Regions from separate parts of the Arachis hypogaea genome. Here region 1 is linked to region 2. The links are chromatin contacts, called in public Hi-C maps. All regions are on one chromosome and are shown on one strand. The core of a region is the stretch at or near the end of the contact, and the rest is flanking DNA. Distances in the headings are between cores, read along the strand shown.

Region 1 (2,700 bases), core at 136-2,635, 48 kb after region 2:
AGCGGAGATAAAGATACTACATTTTCATGGCAAAAATTAGCAGATGGTGAAAATGAAGAGACTATCTGTAAATATTCCATAAAGTAGAAACAAAGAAATCAAGAAGTGATTGATAATAACAAAAGGCAAGATCTATTGTTCACCTATAGTATGAAATGGCATGTCATCATTTAATATCAAGATAATAATAAACAGGTTACACACCACGGAAATTCCTAGGAAGCGTAGCCGTAAGTACAGAGGAGACAATCCATTGATATTTAGTGGTAAGGTGATTCCTCTCTGCATCAAGATCATGAGTGTCCCCCGACACCTGCTTCTTGTATGATTGGAAAGCATGGACCAACATTAACAAGCACTTCTCCTGATACCCTTTCTCCAAATAGATTTCTTCCAAAGCACTATGCAACACACTCAGAATCTCGTCCTCATCAATCTGTTTAAAATTGTTTCTAGCATCAACACTAGCAACTAAGTATAATCCACTCAACAATTACCCGTTTTTCTTTTCCCTTTTTTCCCAAGGACAAACAATGATACTAGTACCTAAGGTAAGTTGTCAAAATCTGTTTCTTACTTACTAGTTACCACACTCAATAAAATGTCACATATTTATGATACATATATAAACAAATAACAAGCATTACACAGCAATACCCAAATCAATCCCGATAATAGTAATAATAAAAAAACATTGCCATTTTAGAAATACTCACCTCAAGATCATCATTCTTGTTCAAACCCGTAACATTACTGTAAGGCTCAAAATGGCGCCAAAACCTCGACGCCCCATTTCTCTCAAACGTTTCCTACGACCAGAAACAAAATAAAATAAAAAACATTTTGAAAAAACAAAAAAAGAAGCGAACTTTCCAGCATTACTAGGAAAATAAATAGATAAGTGGTAGTGAGGTACCTCCAAAACGCGAAGAAAGTGGTCTCGGACGAGGGAATCGAGGCCATGTTTGCAGAGGGAGTGAACATGGGCAACGAAGTCGCGGCGGGCGGATAGGTCGTCCACGGCGGCGAGGAGGGTTTGGGTGGCGGCACAGAAACCATTGTAGGAGCGGAGGATTTCGCATATGGAATCGTTGGAGAGGGAATCGAGAATCCCTAAGTTGCAGAAAGAGGAGGTAGTGGATTGGTCCATGAGGATCGAATTGTAATTGTGTTTTTGTGTTTTGTCTTTGAAACTTCTAAAGTTTGAATCTTTGATTGCTGCTACTGTGTTTATTTCAGTGTTTCCCTCTTCTTTTTTTCAGTCCTTAGAAGCAGTGTTACGAGAATCGCTGCCTGGTTTCATCTCGTTAACCGTAAATCGGTCCCTGGATCGATTTATTTTAAAATAAAAATTATTTGACAAAAATTAGTGTAGTTTCAATGATTAATTTGTCTTAAATATTTTTATATATTTATATAAAAATATATTATTTTATTATATCTAATTTGATTTTAATTGAATCTTCTAACTTTTAATTCTACCGGTTTAATAAGCATTAGGTTTTTAGGACCTCACTTGGAACTTGGAAGAGTCCCCCACTCCTCCGAGACCCCGTTTTCAATTTTTTTAAAACTTGATTGAAAAAAAGTTTTTTTTTTTTATTTTATCTAATACTATATAATAAATTCTTAAAAAATACTTCATTACCTGAGAAAAAAAAAGTTTCATAGTCTCTATTTCAGCAAAATCAACATATTTTTTAATAATTAAAATACCTTAAAAAAGTGTTATAAATATTAAACTAATAAATGCTCAAATTAATTTCTAAAATTTCATGTTTAAATTAAGTTGGTTTGGAGATAGCAATGTGCAATTGTGCATTGTTCGAACGAGTAGGAATGCATCAGCGTGGACTACTCATTGGACCTGGAAATTTTTTAATCATCTTTGCTAGTCGATATTTTTTACCGGAATCCAATGAAAAATGTCATTCATATTCTAAACGCTATTTACATAATTACATTCGTATAAAAATACAATTGTTATTAATCAATTGCTTCTGCATATCAATATTTTATTCTTCTACTACTTTTTGAACAAAATGATATTATACTCCAATGTGTTTTATTTTTGAATGAAAGACAGAATTTTTTGCAATGTACAAGACACTCTAACGGTCACAATACACAAAAATCTTATATTATTTATACCCGAATTCTTCTATCAATCTTTGAATTCAAATAGCTTTCTTGCATGCTTGTGTAGCTGTCATATATTCAGTTTTTATAGTAGATAAAGCTACAACAGTCTAAAACTTAGTCAGCTCACAACTTCTCTTGTAAGTGTAAACACATAGCCTGTAGTAGATTTTCGTTTATCAAGAACACCTGCAAAGTCTGAGTTGACATATCCATTGACAATGAATTCCGATCCTCCAAAACATAATGCAACATTCGAAGTCCTTTTGATATATCTCAAGATCCTCTTAACAACATTCCAATGTTCTTTACTCGGATCAGCCATAAATCGACTTACCACCGCAACTGCTTAAGCAATATCTGGCCTTGTACAGATCATAGCATACATAAGGCTTCCCACTGCTGATGCATACGGTACTCGAGACATTTCCATCCTCTCTGCTTCACTACTAGGGCACATACTTGAGGATAATTTAAAATTCATAGGAAGTGGGGTTGAAATTGGCTTACATTCTTGCATGTTGAAGCGTTGCAAGATCTTCTTCAAATAATTCTTTTGCA
Region 2 (2,700 bases), core at 55-2,554:
TTTTAAGCCAACAACTTAATAGCTAATAACATCAAAATTACAAACAATAAAATATACAAATAAACAATAAATCATACAGACCCTGAAATCATGGAAAACAACCCTATGTAGGAACTGCTAAAGAAATGATCAGTAACAAAACCAAAAAAAAAAAAAAAAAAAACCGCGTGTAAAAGAGTAAATTCAAATAAAATCAACTACCAACAGAGCAAACAAAAACAAAAGCAGGAAGCTTTTTTCCTTAAGAAAAAATCTTTCGAGAAGAGGAAGAAAAGAAAGTAGCTGAAATGTTAGCAAGAGAAGCATATGACATGGTATGGTACCTTGTGGCAGCGATTGTGTGCGGAACAGATTGGTAAGGTGAAAGAGCGAAGAAAAGACGAAACCCTAATTAAGTGGTGGAAGGGAGAAAGGGGTTCGACGGAGAAAGGAGACGGCGGTGGCGGAAGTACCAACTACTACTCCCTAAGTCTCACAGCTGGAACCCACCCACCTCTCTCTCCTACTTCTTCATCAACTTTAAAACGCACCGTTTCCACCACCAGAACCCCACTTAAACTTTATCTGACTTTGAAGCTTATACTTTAAACCTTGATTTTAGGTGACAATGGCATTTCCCAATCTAATAATTATTCTTCGTCGCCTAGATTTCTTCCTCACACAAGTTTGTCACTTTTCAAATTTCTTGTAATAATTTTTATTTTATACGTATTAGTATCAGTTTTGCTTAAAAGGATTTAGCTCACAAATTTAAGAGTATTTTTTGTTAAGGAAAAAAACTTTTAAGGATTTAGCTAAACATATATTAAAGTTATTATTAGTGAAAATTTTATTATTTTAATTTAACTAAACATATATTAAAAATTAAATTTTATATTTTTATAAAAAAAATTATTTGACAAACTTAACATGTAATTTAAGTTCTTTAGCTTTAAATATGTCAATGGAAACTACAACATTAAATTCTATTTGTAAATTTCGTATCTGTAATATAATAGGTTTGACACATTTAGAATCAGGAATATCTTATCCAATTATATTTGGTAACCAATTAGGGTATGATTCAATTACAACTAATTATTAGTTGGCTGCCAAAAAAAAAAACTATAAAAAATAAAATAAAAATTTAAATTCATTCCAAATTGGCTAAAGAATTTAAATATGGAATAAAGATGTGTGTTTTTTCTGAAAATGGATGTTTTTGGTGTATATATAGGTAGGTGGACGTTGCAGAGGTGCAGGTCCAACACGCAGGTAACGTGCTGACTCAGCACGCAGCTCACGTGCTGAACATGTGTCCAAAATCTGAAGCAACACGCAAGCTCTGTGTTGACACATGGCGGTCATCCATCAACACGCATGATGCGTGATTCCTACGTGGCAGGCAACTCGCAGGTTGCATGTTGCACGCGTGGCGGACGTTGGTTGGATGATTTAGCAACACGTAACCTGCGAGGTGAGTCTTCTGCCTATAAAAAGCAATGCTCGTAACCATTTTGCTTCATTCTGAGATAAGTGTTTTCCTCAAAGGTCGGTACGATGGAGGGCACAGCAAATATAGTGATTTACCACAACAGTGAGGTCATACGAAATACGTATGAGGGTGTGAGCTTTGCGTGTGAGAATATGTTTTTGTTTGTCGTTCCATGCACTATAACGTTCGTGGAATTACAGTACAGGCTTTGTCAAAGCATAGAGGCTGATATTGTAAAGAGGGTGACCAACAGTCTCTACAAAAGTCCGGTTGTCGTTTTTGGCGGCCTGATACAGTTTGAGGTTATGCCAATAGTCGAGAAACAAGTATTTAGCGGATGTTTCGTATTCACCAGCAAACTCAGGTGCAACACCCGAGGATTGAGTTGTACGTTGAGTTTGAGCATATTATTGCAGATGAGGTTCAACATGACCCAAATGTACAAGATGACAGAGTTGAGGCGTACTTGGGAATGAACGATGATAACGATAAGGAGTTCGAAGCTACGTACGAAGCTGGTGATGAGGACGAGGACGACGATGGGGGAGGTGAGGTTGTGGCGAAAACTTTAGTGGTTCCATCCGCAGTTAGTCAACCGATGGGCATTCCACCCTTTATGCGTAGCTTGGATCTTGACGCCATGCATGCACCGGAGTTTCCCGAATATGCAAACATAGGTACGTGAGCAGTGGGTAATATGCTTACTTGATTTTGTTTTAGCGGATCAATGAACGACAAATTTGTTTTCTTATAGGTGTTGCTGATCCTGAGGATGGGGAGTTTAGGATCGGAATGGAATACGGTTTAAGAAAATCAATCATTGCAGCAATTCGGAGTTATACTATCTCCAGAGGAGTCGATTACGTTGTTTATGAATCTGAGTCACAGATGTTCTATGCAAAGTGCAAGACTTATGGACGTAGGTGCGACTGGCTTATCCGAGCCAGCTTGATACAAAAGAAAGCCTGTTGGGAGATTCAGAGATACAACGGGAGGCACACGTGTTCCATGGGAACGATCTCACAGGATCACTCCAAGTTAGACTCGGACACGATTGTTGAGGATATGAAGCCATTGGTTGAATCTGACCCATCCATAAAGGTCAAATCTATAATTGTGGAGGTCCAGGCAAGATTCAACTACACTATTAGTTACCGGAAGGCTTGGCTGACAAAGCAGAAGTCGATAGCCAAGATTTTTGGTGGATGGGAAGAATCTTACCAAGC

The links. Hi-C and Micro-C count contacts between places; a contact is called where the count stands out from the background.
Region 1: a Hi-C map of leaf shows a contact between it and region 2, with 2.1 times the contacts expected there. The contact joins the promoter of LOC112734110 here to the enhancer-like site in region 2.

Annotation. Positions count from the first base shown.
Region 1 is chr3:135,496,673-135,499,372 of arahy.Tifrunner.gnm2.J5K5, forward strand. It overlaps LOC112734110 (anaphase-promoting complex subunit 2), which reads right to left and starts at 1,386. Exons shown (of 16, transcript XM_025783316.3): 1 at 917-1,386; 2 at 717-809; 3 at 205-436. The coding sequence starts at 1,150.
Region 2 is chr3:135,448,762-135,451,461 of arahy.Tifrunner.gnm2.J5K5, forward strand. No RefSeq gene overlaps it. Among protein-coding and RNA genes, the nearest start is that of LOC112734107, 8.1 kb to the right of the region's middle. Within about 2 kb of position 1,305, at least 1 of the 3 cell types and tissues checked has open chromatin away from gene starts, as enhancers often do.